Regions from separate parts of the Mus musculus genome. Here all the other regions are linked to region 1. A link is a contact called in public HiChIP or PLAC-seq, Micro-C and promoter capture Hi-C data. All regions are on one chromosome and are shown on one strand. Each heading gives the region's core, a stretch centred on a gene start, on an enhancer-like site or on the middle of the called end of the contact. The rest is flanking DNA. Distances are from core to core; before and after follow the strand shown. Region 1 holds the start of Cox5a (cytochrome c oxidase subunit 5A). Region 2 holds the start of Man2c1 (mannosidase, alpha, class 2C, member 1). Region 3 has its middle 18 kb from the start of Arid3b. Region 4 holds the start of Arid3b (AT rich interactive domain 3B (BRIGHT-like)). Region 5 holds the start of Trcg1 (taste receptor cell gene 1).

Region 1 (2,513 bases), core at 8-2,507:
AACTCTTATAAAAGTAAGCATTTAACTGGGGCTGGCTTACAGTTTTAGAGATCAGTGTCCATTATCATCCAGGCAGAAAGCACGGCAGGAATGGTACTGGAGAAGTAGCTGAGAGTTCTACATTTGAAGGTAGCAGGAAGAGAGAGACTCTGAACCTTGCATGGGCTTTTGAAACCCCAAAGCCCACCCCCAATGACACACTTCTTCCAACAAGGCCACACCTTCTAATCCCTCTCAAATAGTGCCACTCTCTGATGACCAAGCATTCAAATATATGAGACTATGGGAGCCATTCTTATTCAATAACTACCACACCTTATAACCAAAAATAAAATTAAGATAACTAACATATGTCCCATAATTGGCTCAGAGAAGTCAAGATTAGGAAAGCCAATTCATGGATTCATACTCGTTTAATCAAGGTACATTTTTTTCATTTTTCGTTTACTTATTCATCCGTGCCTTCATTTCATTTGTAAAGTTTATTTACATGTATGTGTGTGAGTATATAGCACAGCACAATGTGGGTACTTGTGATGTCCAGAAGAGGGTGTCAGATTCCCTTGGAGCGGGAGTTACAGACAGTTGGGAGCCACCTGATGTGAAGTAAACGTGAGTCCTCTGAGAGCGCAGAAAGTTAATAAACTATTAACTACTGAGCCACAGAAAGCACTTTATCCACTAAACCGTCTATCTTCCTAGACCCTAAACAACGTAATTTTTGAGTCGGTTTCCTAATGGGTAAAAGTAAATAATTGGGCTTTAGTGGGTGGGGGAGGATCATGTGACCCAGGCTGTCCTTGAATCCCCTTTCCCCCTGCCTCCAAAATGTTGATTATTGTCTTGAGTCACTACTCCCAGTATGATTTTTTTTTTTTCTGAGACTCAGGTTGCATAAGAGAGCCTGAAATTCCTAATACTTAGCCTGTAGAGGGCTAGAATTATAGCATACACCAACGCGCGGGGGCAAAGCGGTTATTCTTATTATAGTTTGCCGTTATTATCGCTACAATTCCAAATTGTGATAGTCTCCTCTGTTGGCGATTCCAAATCCACATTGTCCATTGCTCACCCTGCCTTTCCTCCCACGCAGGAATGTTCACTACGGTCACCCGGGTCATCGGACCAGCTTTGGCGCGGCGCCGACGTGGTTTGTCCTCCACGGCCGCCGTAGCCGCCGGCGACCGCATGGCGCCCCACCCGCTTCCGTAGGCGCGAGCTCCGCAGTGGGCCGGCCTTATGCTCCGCCCAGCGTGCGTCGCTGCGTGAGTCCGGCCCCCGCGAACTGCTGTACCGCCCGCGAGCTCACACCGGCTTCTCGTCAGCCTCAGCCAGTGCGCTGTGGTCGCCGTCATGCTCGCCGCTGCCCTCCGTCGCTGTACCGCAGCCGCGGCTGCCCGAGGCCTCCTGCACCCCGCCTCGGCTCCCAGCCCCGCCGCCGGTAAGGTCCGCGCCCGCCACAGCCCTCGCTCGCGTGTCCTTGCTGTGACCTGGGCTCCCGCCGCCACTCGAGGGCAGGCTCCCTGGCGGCCTAGCCTTTGCCCTGCGAGCCGGCATTGGAGCCCGGTGACCGCAGTGCGTCCGCGGCCGTCTGGAGTCGTGTAGGAGACTCCTCCGGGCCTCCCTCCCCGCCACTTCCTGATGCCGAACCCGCGGCCAGTCAGGTGTGTGGACTTGCCGGGGTCGCCGAGGACGAGCTCAGCACTTCCTTTCAGTCTCTGGGCCGTGACCGTTCCCTGCGCTGACCCCGCAGCCACCTGACCGGGAGTGGCCCCCGCCGGCCTGCGGCATCTTGGCGAAGGTGACATTGAGCCTCCGGGCGCGCCGCCCGCCTCTGCGTTTCCTAGAACACAATTTGATTCCCCAGTGGGACACAATACCCTTTTAGCCCTGATCAGGCAATTCTCTGCTGGCATTTTTGTGTCACCTTCATAACTGGGTACGGCCACGTTTGAGGACTGTTGAGCCACATTTTAGCCCTGCGTTTCAAATAGATAATTTAAAGTGTGGTTTCTTGCGGCTTGTAAGAGAGCCTGAACATTGACAAATATTAATGGAAAGAATGATAACGTTTACAAGATTGGGTACCAAATACTGAGGAATACTGGGTGTACAAACATGGGAAAGCTTCGTGGATTCCCCTCCACCCGTTTAAAATGAGAAGCTTCAGTGCTGACTTATGAAGTATTATGTTTGGTTGCTTGTTTCCCCTTCTGTGTGATCAGGAGATTTTGTGTCCCATCACTGTCCACCCCCATTGCTGAGGGGGAACCAAGGGCCCTGCATTGCTAGATAATTGCTCTGCCACTTGGTGTGTTCTCAGACCCTCTCCACTTAGCACGGTACATCTATCTTACTTTTGGTTTTGTTTGGTTGTGGTATGTGTCAGCTGTGTAGCCTGGCTGTCCTGGAACTCTTTGTAAACCAGGCCGGCATCGGCCTAAAATAAATAGGAGTATTTTATTTTAGAAACAGGGCCTCTATAGCCCAGACTAGACTAGAACTCAGAATGG
Region 2 (2,513 bases), core at 6-2,505, 390 kb before region 1:
GCCAGTCTGGTCTACAAAGTGAGTTCCAGGACAGCCAGGGCTTATACAGAGAAACCATGTCTTGAAAAAAAAAAAAAAAAAAAACTCATGAATTTTGCCTTGGACTCCTGAATTCTGGGAATACAGGTGTGTGTCACCATATCCTGCTTTTAGGGTGTTTTTCTCATAGGAGGACAAGGAAACTTGGAAGTAATCAAGCCTAATGGGAAAATGTAGGGCAGTGGCTGAGGCAGCATGCCAGGAAGAAAGGGTCTGGCTTCCTCAGCTATGGTTCACCTCTCCCCCTCTATTTCCTTAAGACTGCTGGCCTAGAAGGATGGGGAGCATGGGTCTGACCAGCAGCAGCCTTGGCAGTTGCTACCTATGTACTATGTACTGCACCTCCCTGCAGGTCAGGGTAAGATTTCAGGGCCCTTTTAGGAGAAAAAGTCCTTGTGACCAATAAAACAAGGGACTTTGCTCAAGTTTTGACAAGTTATTTTAATTGGCATTGTATATTTCTTACTTGATCATTTTTCTGGGTAACCTGCATTTGGAATGTAAACCTGGTTATTTCCATTAAAGCAGGCTAGTTAGATTCCTCCTGTATTATTTTCTTCCAGACTCCTGCAAACGTTAAAGCTGGAGGTTAGCATTCAAACTTCCTTGCACTTGTTGACCTGCGTTAGATCAAAATTCTGGACATTGGGGTAATGGGCAACGGTGATGCATGTAATGTAATGGAGGATTACTGGTGTGCAAAGCCCCTTTTCTGTATTTCTGAAAACACCCGAAGTAGCCTTGCGCTTTTCATATTATGCAGTTACCAATGCTTGAGTAAGTGAAGAGAATGGAAAACTAAACCTTTCCCATGCCCTTCCAGGGGTTCCCTCCCTAGCCCTTCCTTCAGAATACCAAGTAGCTCAGGCTGTACTCAAAGGCGCTACATTGTCGCAGATTACTCCAATTTACACTTCCTGGTCTGTGAACTTTGTGCATCCTAGGCAAGCACTCTCCCTACCGAACCACACCACCAGCTCAAACTTACCATTGTATTTTAAAATAATTTACCCAGCTGTCTGACAGCAAGGCTGAGGTGAGAACCGCGAAGGCTCAGCTTCCGGGTTTCACTGGGAGGCTCCCCAGAGCCAGCCTCTTGCAAAAGCCGTGGTGTTCCCAGAAAAGCTGCTCGGGTCTGTAAGCTGGTTGGATGCCGGAACCTTTGGTTCCAAGCGGTGCAACGAGCCGGCAGCACCAAGGATCTTCCGGGGAGGGAAGGCGCATCGCCATGGCGGCAGCGCCGTTCTTGAAGCACTGGCGCACCACTTTCGAGCGGGTGGAGAAGTTCGTGTCCCCGATCTACTTCACCGACTGTAACCTTCGCGGCAGGTGTGGTCCTTGGCCTACCACACCCGCGCGCTCTCCCCTTCCCTTCCGGAGGGAAACCCAGGCCGTGGCCAACCGGGCCGCGGAACAAAGTTCCCGCCACTGCCAGGCCAGGGGCTGGGGAGCGAACGGTAGAGGTTGGTCTGTGCTGCTGAGCTGCCAGGCAGTCCTCACGGCCTTAGCCAAGGGAGAGCGTTTCCCCAGCCATCCGCTGGCTCACGGGTGGGACAGGGGCGGCTTCGAGCATGCGCCCATCAGCTGCTCCTGCCCAGGCTCTTCGGGGACAGCTGCTCGGTGACACTCTCCAGCTTCCTGACGCCCGAGAGGCTTCCCTATGAGAAGGCGGTGCAGCAGAACTTCAGCCCTGCGCAGGTCGGCGACAGCTTCGGACCCACGTGGGTAACGCCCAGTTTGGCGAAGCTCCGCCCCACGACCAAACCCTAGTCTGCTAGATAGCAGAGTGGCGCCCTCTGCTGAGAGAAGCTCCTTTATCCTTCGGCGTCTTCACTTGAGTATTTTCATCCCTGCTGCCTCTCCCCCTTTCCCTTTATTCTTTGACCATTTCTCTGATGCTGCACATGCATGGAGAACATCTTAAAGCCGAGGGTTTCCACTCCTAGGCCCATCAAAATGGCTCTCTTACAGATGGTGGACCTGCTGGTTTCGGGTAGAACTGGTCATCCCTGAAGTTTGGGTGGGCCAGGAAGTTCATCTTTGCTGGGAAAGCGATGGAGAAAGCCTTGTCTGGCGTGATGGGGAACCTGTCCAGGTGAGGTGTCCTCTCTTAGAGCCAGATACTGCCACAGATTAGCCTGGTTTTTGGAGAAGCCACAGCTGAATGAATGGGTCTCCAGAGTAATTTCATGATTTCGGAACTGAGGAAATTGCCAGTGTTTAGACACACCCGAAGAGGTTATCAGATCCCATTACAGATGGTTGTAAGCCACCAGAATTTGGACACCAGTGTTATAAATCCCCAGTTTTCATAAGCTAGTTTTATTGTGTATAGTACATATGTATTGGGGGAAACTTCAAATCATTCTAAAATGATATAAAGTAAGGTATTAAGTTATCTTCCCATGAATAATGAATTTCTTTTAACTGCACTTCACATTCCCCAGATGTTAAATGTTAAATGTCATACCAGG
Region 3 (2,513 bases), core at 5-2,504, 330 kb after region 1:
ATCTCAACTGCAGTTTCCTCTCCTCCCTCTCCTCCCAATCCCTCCCCCTCACTTCTCCTCTCCTCCTCCCCACCCCCATCCATTCTTCTTTTGTTTCTCTTCAGAAAAGGGCAGACCTCCCAGGGATATCAACCAAACATGCCCTATCAAGTTGCAGTAAGACTAGGCATCTCCCTTTGTATTAAGACTAGAAGTAGCAACCCAGTATGAGAAGCAGGGTCCCAAAATCTGGCAAAACAGTTAGAGACAGCCCCTGCTCCCAGTGTTAGGGGGTCCCATAAGAAGACCAAGCTACACAACTGGGACATAGGCCTAGGTCAGTCCTATGCAGGCTCCCTGGTTGTTGGTTCAGTCCCTGTGAGCCCCTGTGAGCCCAGGTTAGTCGATTTTGTGGGTTTTCTTGTGGTGTCTTTACCCCTCTGGCTCCTAAGGTCCTTTTACCTCCATCTTCTGCAGGATTCCCCAAGCTTCTCCTAATGTTTGGCTGTAAGTCTCTGCATCTGTTTCCATCCTTTGATGGACGAAGGCTCTAGGATGACAATTGGACTAGACACAAGTCATGTTTGTCTTTCTGGGTCTGGGCTGCCCCTGCCCAGGAGTGATTAGCTGTGTCTTGAGGTAGACCAATTTCCAATTTTCTGAGAAATCGCCATATTAATTTCCAAAGTGGCTACACAAGTTTGTACTCCTATCAGCAATGGAGGAGTGTTCCCCTTGCTCCACATCCTTGCTAGCATGAACTGTCACTTGTGTTGCTGATCTTGAGCTATTAAAATTCTATTAAAATGAAATTTATTTAGTACCACGGAAATTAAAAAGTTGTCTGCCCTCAGGCCTTTGCTCGATGTTCTATGGAAAGGAGACTTGTTGAATATAAGGTTTGTGCAAATCAACCACACAGACTTTTAACCCAATTCCAAGTAGAAATGGATAAGCTCATTTGGGATCCTGATTCAGAAATCCAAATTTTAAAAACCGAACTGGGATTTCAGTTTGTTTAGCTGAAGTCAAGTTTCAATTTAATTTTTTTTTAAGTAAATCATACTCACTCTGAAGTTTGATTCTTATGAACTTGTAACTATACTGAGATCTGATTTGAAAGAGAATAGTGTGGCTACAAAGCAACTGCCAAAACCCATTCTGATTAGTTCCCTTCACACATACCAGAAAAAGTTTAACACTACAACCATCTAACAACCAGCCATTTCCTAATATGGGCATTTCTGCCAGCCAGTTTCACTTCTGCAATCCAAGTGCTAGAAGGATGGTGTCTGTGCTTCTACAACTTCCTCCCTTCACCCACTGCAAAGTGAGGGAATCTCTGTGTGGAATGTCAACATTAATTATGGCATCATCAATAACTGACTCTCCTGGCCCAAAAATTGTAGGATCTGCTTTGATGTATTCTAGTCCTAATAGCTTAATTACAAAGTTCAAATAAATAGCCACAAAGTTTAAGGACTCGCTTTTTATTAAAAATAGACAGCAAGCCAGGCATAATGGTGCACGCTGGAAGGTGGAAGCAGGAGGTTCAGGACTTCAAGGTAAACCTCACTAAACAGATGTACAAGACCAGACAGGGTACATGAAACTCTGGAGAGAGAGAGAGAGAGAGAGAGAGAGAGAGAGAGAGAGAGAGAGAATAAAAAAGCCAACATAGACTTGACAAAATGGCTATGCAGGTAAAAATATCACCAATCCTAAAGACCTGAGTTCTGAGATTGACCCCTGGACAGAGAGAACCAACTCCTGCAAGTTGTCCTCTTACTTCCATACGTACAAGTGCACACAGGCGCGCGCGCGCGCGCGCGCACACACACACACACACACACACACACACACACACACACACACACACACATATTGTAAATGTTAGGAGCAGAAGAGATGGCTTGTTGGTTAAGAGCACTTGATATGGAATTATTAGAACCAGAGTTTGTGCTGTATCCTAGCAACCTATATCACAAACTAAGCATCCCACAAGCATCTATAACCAAAGTCAGTACACTTGTATTGACATGGGAAAGTATTAGGGATTCAATGTGAAAAGAAACCAGTGGGCCATTGCTGCCAAGTCTGAAGACATGATGATCCCTGGGGGCAGCATGATGGAAAGAAAATTGGCTCAAGCTGTCCTCTGAGCTCCACACTGTGTCAAAGCATGTACACACATACACAAGTAAAAATAATACGAATTTTTTTCTTTCTTTCTTTTTTTATTATATGTAAGTACACTGTAGCTGTCTTCAGACACACCAGAAGAGGGAGTCATATCTCGTTACAGATGGTTGTGAGCCACCATGTGGTTGCTAGGATTTGAACTCAGGACCTTCCGAAGAGCAGACAGTGCTCTTAACCACTGAGCCATCTCACCAGCCCACGAATTTTTAATAAAAGAAGGAAACTAGCTAGAAGTATGTGAAATAAATCATTTTGAAAGGAAAAAACATTTCACGCTGATTTAGTCTTTTGGAAAACAATTTTTTTATCTTAAAAATAAAGACAGTTATGAT
Region 4 (2,513 bases), core at 7-2,506, 320 kb after region 1:
AAAAAATGGCTTTGATTTATATAAATTTTTACACGTTTAAAGAGTATAATTTTTAAAGCTGGGGAGGCGGGGAGTTCAAAAACCAACCAGAGCCATGCTAGACAAATCTCATTTTGTTTCTTAGAAGCACTTGGTTGTAGCTTTCATAGGCGGATAAAAGATTCCAATTCCAATTGGCCCCTTACTGCCTGTCCCTCCTCCTGGCAGTTTGGAAAGTATAAGTTATGCCTGCAGCAATACTTTCTTTCTGCTTTAGTTCTTATTCTGTAGGGAAGCCTGAAAGTTGGCAAAATTGTTCCTTTAAAATAAAAACCCCGTTGGGGACAAAACAAAACGCACACAAAAGAAGAGCAAGCAATTCACTGGTCATTTAGAAATATTCGTATAATCTTTAAAGTCAAACAACACAACTGGAATATTTCAACCAACTCCTGCCAGTCATAGTACAACTGCTTCTTTTCTGGTTGGCACCATCTTCTCGGTAGGCTTTCCTCAGCAAGGGAGAGGGGTGTCCGATAGCGTCTTTATTAAGACAGAGATGACTCCGTTTTACAACTCAATTGGCACATCCTCCCGAAGAGTCCATCTCATCCCAATCCCTAAGCAGCCAAGGATTCAAACAATACTACTAACATCTAGAGAATTTACGTCTCCGAAATCTAACTTCATCTCTCCATCCCTCGCTCGGGTTTTTTAAACTTCCCGGACCTCCAAACCGAGAGCAACGGACTGCTTGCCGCTTGAGCCCGGCCTTGGTGACCATTTCCCTTACCTTCGTTTCCAGCTCTGTCCCCGACCCTCTTCGACCCCTCTTTCCATTCTTTACCTCCCACCCAATGGAGCCCTATCACTTTTACTTCCACCAAGCCCCCTTTGCCAATCTCCCGGCTCTTCTCTAATTACTCCATCTAAGCTCGCTCTGCGGTTGCCAAAAGGGGGGGGGGGTCCCTTACCTTTCCCATCTCTTTATCTCAAACCACTCCTTTGGACACCGGGAGGACGGGGCTCCTCCCGATGCTCTCACTTTTTCTCAGCGGACCCCGGCTTCACTAGCCCGCGTCTCCCCTACACACCTGCCTCGGCTCCCATTTCGGTCCCCTCCACCTGCCACAGCCCCTCTCCCGCCGCGGCAGAAAGAACCACGACCCGCGCCGCTCACCTATGTGCAGCGTTCCGGGCTCGCGGGTAGGGAGGAGGCAGCCGCTCAGACCCCAGCGTAGCAGCTGAGCCTGCTACTCCTCCGCAGCTGGGGGCCACAGCCGGGGCGGGGCCCGCACCGGAAGCTGTGCTGCGGGGCCCGGCCGTCAGCCCGGGGCGGGGGAGGGGCAGGTAGGGGCGGGGCCCCACGGTGGGGGGCGGGGCCCGAGGCCGGAAGCAGCTAAAAAGGGAACGAGGTGGGGGTGGGTGGGTAGTGCGAGACGGAAGTGACTCCTAGAGACCGCCCTCTGGTTGAAGCCGTGGGCGGAAGCCATTTAAGGCGGGCGGAGGCTTCGGCCAATGGGAGAGCACGGACTCAGAGGAGTTCCGGTGTGAGTGCTTTCGCGGGGAGTTGAAAAGAGTAGGACTGACTACAGCACACGGGTTTCTGGCTGCCGTGGTTGTGAATTGTTTGTAATAAGTGAAAGAAAGGAATAAAGAGTGCTAACTTTCAGCTAGTCTTAATGAAGCATTCCAGCCTTTTATTAGTTTTTTTCTAAATTTCACTTTTTGGATTGAAATTTTCCTGTTCTGGAACACCACCTCTATCCATCCCCAACCTCACCTCGTCACAGGGGTTAATGTTTTCTTTCTTCAGGTTCCAAAGGTAGAAGCTGAATCCTGGCACCGCTTATACAATAAAACAACAAAACCTTGTCTTCTGGGACTCCTAACTCTGGGGAACTTCTGTGAATTTATGCATGCACCTCCTTGTTTTACCTTTCTCCCAACTGACCATCATCCTTGATCCAGAGTCTATGGCTCGCTTAGTTTTGGGTCTTAAAACAATCCCAGCCAAAACCTAGAACTTATTGCCACTGGCTTTTCTTGTCCCTTCCCTTCTTCCTTCCCTTCCCCTCTTTTCTTTCTTGTTAGAAGGTAGCTCACCTATTTAGCAAAAGTAGTTGACCATCAAGCTCCAGGAATCCTGTCTTTACTTCTGAAATGCTAGGATTGCAGGTGTGCACCACACCTGGCTTTTTACTGAGGCGTTGGATATCCAAATTTAGACCCTTATTCTTTGGCGCCACGCTCTTAACTCACTAATCCATCTCAGTTCCTGATGAAAACTTTTATGGTTTGTTGTTGTTGTTGTTTGTTTTGTTTTGTTGCAGTCCTGGTCCCTTATTTCTTTTTTGTCCACTAGGCCATGAATTCATATGGAATGGGCTCCAGCAGTTTCCGTTAGTCCTCACAAAGTGTGCTTCTCTGGTTGACGCAGGCTGGCGCTTCAGCTGCACCCGGGTGCCCTTCTCCTTGGCTTCCTTCTTCTGATCGTTCTCCTTCACCCGCTTCAGGAAGCTGTCCCTGCTCTT
Region 5 (2,513 bases), core at 6-2,505, 280 kb before region 1:
AAGAAAAGAGCAGGAAGAGGAAGCAGAAGCCCCTTTGGAGGTAAGATTTGAGTCTTGGGTTGGCGTCCCAGCAGGGCATCGTTATTCCTCAGAATGAGCAGCAGTATCCTATGAGGCTAAAGATGGGCCAGGAAATCTTGATAATAGCCAATCAGACTGCCTGGTTCAGTAGAACTAGCCACTTGACCTAGCTTCTGGCAGGGTTCACAGAATGCTTCTAGCTCTCACCACCAGCTTAGAAGATGGAATGATGAACCAGAACTAGATGAGAAGAAGCTGGCAGAATGTTAACCAAGACCTTTCCTAGACCCTGAAGGATCCACGGCTTGAACCTTGAGATCAGCAGAGAATCAAAGATTGGGGAATCCCGGGATTGTGACTTCCCTCATTTGTATATACCTCCGTAGTAAGTATGTGCATGTGCAAGTGTGTGCTCGTGTGCGTGCACACATACATACATACATACACACACACACACACACACACACACACACACACACACACTGACCCAATTCACACCTTTAGCTGTGGGACCCATTCTGGCTGTTCTTCCTGCCTGGAACTCTTGTCCTGGAAGCACAGTGGTTAGACAGTCTCTCTCATATGTCTCTCTGTAGCAAGAACATAGCCAGGGCATGTGAGAGAAGTTAGGCTGGTTTTGGCCTGGGATTGACCCAGTACTGAGACCTCTAGTACCACATGAAGAATTCTGACCTGGGCGTGATGGCGCACACCTTTAATCCCAGCACTCAGGAGGCAGAGGCAAGCGGATTTCTGAGTTCGAGGCCAGCCTGGTCTACAAAATGAGTTCCAGGACAGCCAGGAACTATACAGAGAAACCCTGTCTCAAAAAAAAAAAAAAAGAATTCTAAATTGGAAAGGAACTGGGTGGAGTCCTAGACACCCCACTCTTTCCTACCTAGTCTTTACAGAAATCTCCAGTCTTGTCTTGTCCTTGTTGGGCTGAGCCTCATAGTGCCCTCTCTGATGACCAAGATGACATCCAGGGACTAAGGTCTCATGAATAGTGAAAGACTCCATGACACTCTTTCTCAAACAGGAAGAGGGTACCAGGAAGAGGATGGGGCCTTGGTGCCCCATCTCTGAAACTAGGAAGGTTCCTATTAGAAGATATGTAAGCAAAGATGAGCATCTGCTGGCCCAGCTGCCTGTGTGTCTAGGCAAATGTCTACCTGGTTCAGAACCCATCCCCGTGTGTTCCACCATACCTACTAACCCCTCAAGACCCTTGGAGCATGTACACATTCTCTCTGAGCCAGGACACAAGAAGACCGTGCACAACATCTACTGCAGAGAGTACAAGGTAGGATACAACCTGTGGGAATCCATGACTTAGTTACCAGGGTAAGAGGGCTCCCCAGCACTTGGCTGTTAGGGACTGAGAGTGACAGGGCTGAGGTGTAGGTGTCCGTATCATGGGGCTTTAAGAAGAAGAGAACCTACTAGAGAGTCCTTACTAGAGGATTGAAATTGACCCACATGAAAAATATTATCAAGCCCTGTGGCTGGACCTTGGGACAGACTAGCACTTAGGAATCTCGTCCTTACTTTGCTGACATTTTGTGACATTGGTGTGAGGCCAGATTCCATTCAACTTACTCCAAGTGCAGGTGGGATTGCATCTGGCCAGGGAGAGCTAGAAGAGCCTCGCCCTCATCCACAGTGATCCTAGACACTTGCCATAGCCTTAACACTGATTCTGACAAGAGATTATTTCTCAGTTTTCAGACATGCCAAATCCTGATTTCATTCTCTTCCCACTGGGACTTGAACCCAGAGTCTTTGCAAAGTAACTCCAGGAGAGTACTCCACCACTGAAATGTGACACTAGCCTCTGTTTTACTTACTTTTGAGACAAGATCTTGATAAGTTGCCTAGGCAGGCCTTGAATTTACCATTTTCCTGCCTTAGCCTTCTGAGTAGCTAAGTTTCCAACCCTGCATAACCAGGAAAGTCCAGACTGGTTTGGTCTCTATTTATTTACTTTCTTATTTACTTACTTTATTTCTTTTTAGACAGGGACTCACTATGTAGACCAAGCTGGTTGCCCTCAAACTCATGATGATCCCCTGCCTCTGACTTCTAAGTGCCAGGTTGAAAGTATACCATATGCCTGGCTCCCTAGGCAGCTACAGCTTTTCCCACTGTGGTCTCAACTAATTCCAGTTTGACAGTTTGAGCTCAGTCTGGTCAGGAGGGTGTCAGAGGGGCAGATGGGAACCCAGAGTCTTGCAGTATGAGCAAGGCTTACTCTTTAGAATAGAGCCATCAAAAATAAAATAAAATAAAAATAAAGAAAAAAGAGAAAAATTTAGCCGGGCAGTGGTGGCACATGCCTTTAATCCCAGCACTCGGGAGGCAGAGGCAGGCGGATTTCTGATTTCGAGGCCAGCCTGGTCTACAGAGTGAGTTCCAGAACAGCCAGGGCTATACAGAGAAACCCTGTCTCGAAAAAGCAAAAAAGAAAAGAAGAAGAAGAAGAAAAAGAAGAA

What was found. Promoter capture Hi-C pulls out the DNA fragments that hold promoters and counts their contacts. A called contact is a pair of places that touch in the nucleus more often than the background predicts. HiChIP or PLAC-seq counts read pairs in DNA pulled down with a chosen protein or histone mark.
Region 2: a contact with region 1 is called in a promoter capture Hi-C map of macrophages, with 6 read pairs. The contact joins the promoter of Man2c1 here to the promoter of Cox5a in region 1. A contact is called at or near these places in 6 of 39 promoter capture datasets (3T3-L1-derived adipocytes, the C10 cell line, cranial neural crest and 3 more), 1 of 484 Hi-C or Micro-C datasets (pro-B cells), 7 of 115 datasets of contacts at active chromatin or transcription factors (the 230-238 cell line, the SCID.adh cell line, acute myeloid leukemia and 4 more) and 3 of 9 other capture datasets (adipose tissue, liver and pancreatic islet).
Region 3: a contact with region 1 is called in an H3K4me3 HiChIP or PLAC-seq map of bone marrow-derived macrophages, with 2.5 times the contacts expected there. The contact joins the enhancer-like site here to the promoter of Cox5a in region 1. A contact is called at or near these places in 10 of 39 promoter capture datasets (the 3T3-L1 cell line, HPC-7-derived erythroid cells, embryonic stem cells and 6 more), 2 of 115 datasets of contacts at active chromatin or transcription factors (bone marrow-derived macrophages and large pre-B cells) and 1 of 9 other capture datasets (liver).
Region 4: a contact with region 1 is called in a Micro-C map of embryonic stem cells, with 4 times the contacts expected there. The contact joins the promoter of Arid3b here to the promoter of Cox5a in region 1. A contact is called at or near these places in 10 of 39 promoter capture datasets (the 3T3-L1 cell line, HPC-7-derived erythroid cells, cranial neural crest and 6 more), 7 of 484 Hi-C or Micro-C datasets (CD4 T cells, cerebral cortex, embryonic stem cells and 3 more), 3 of 115 datasets of contacts at active chromatin or transcription factors (extraembryonic endoderm stem cells, memory CD8 T cells and pancreatic cancer cells) and 3 of 9 other capture datasets (adipose tissue, liver and pancreatic islet).
Region 5: an H3K4me3 HiChIP or PLAC-seq map of bone marrow-derived macrophages shows a contact between it and region 1, with 4 times the contacts expected there. The contact joins the promoter of Trcg1 here to the promoter of Cox5a in region 1. A contact is called at or near these places in 16 of 39 promoter capture datasets (the 3T3-L1 cell line, 3T3-L1-derived adipocytes, the C10 cell line and 10 more), 1 of 15 datasets of contacts at CTCF or cohesin (large pre-B cells), 4 of 484 Hi-C or Micro-C datasets (bone marrow-derived macrophages, embryonic stem cells, stem cell-derived neural stem cells and 1 more), 12 of 115 datasets of contacts at active chromatin or transcription factors (the 230-238 cell line, the SCID.adh cell line, acute myeloid leukemia and 7 more) and 4 of 9 other capture datasets (adipose tissue, liver, macrophages and 1 more).

What each region holds. Positions count from the first base shown.
Region 1 is chr9:57,519,975-57,522,487 of GRCm38.p6, forward strand. It overlaps Cox5a (cytochrome c oxidase subunit 5A), which reads left to right and starts at 1,258. Exons shown (of 5, transcript NM_007747.2): 1 at 1,258-1,441. The coding sequence starts at 1,354.
Region 2 is chr9:57,129,522-57,132,034 of GRCm38.p6, forward strand. It overlaps Man2c1 (mannosidase, alpha, class 2C, member 1), which reads left to right and starts at 1,256. Exons shown (of 26, transcript NM_028636.2): 1 at 1,256-1,368; 2 at 1,638-1,760; 3 at 2,011-2,134. The coding sequence starts at 1,268. Man2c1os (mannosidase, alpha, class 2C, member 1, opposite strand) reads right to left here and starts at 1,769. Exons shown (of 2, transcript NR_102289.1): 1 at 1,028-1,769; 2 at 461-606.
Region 3 is chr9:57,853,232-57,855,744 of GRCm38.p6, forward strand. No RefSeq gene overlaps it. Among named protein-coding and RNA genes, the nearest start is that of Arid3b, 18 kb to the left of the region's middle. Within about 2 kb of position 1,255, at least 31 of the 459 cell types and tissues checked have an H3K27ac peak or open chromatin away from gene starts, as enhancers often do. A contact at or near this core is called in bone marrow-derived macrophages and stem cell-derived epiblast-like cells, where this site is marked.
Region 4 is chr9:57,835,523-57,838,035 of GRCm38.p6, forward strand. It overlaps Arid3b (AT rich interactive domain 3B (BRIGHT-like)), which reads right to left and starts at 1,257. Exons shown (of 9, transcript NM_001379353.1): 1 at 1,160-1,257. It also overlaps the pseudogene Gm7547.
Region 5 is chr9:57,235,301-57,237,813 of GRCm38.p6, forward strand. It overlaps Trcg1 (taste receptor cell gene 1), which reads left to right and starts at 1,256. Exons shown (of 13, transcript NM_001014398.2): 1 at 1,256-1,324.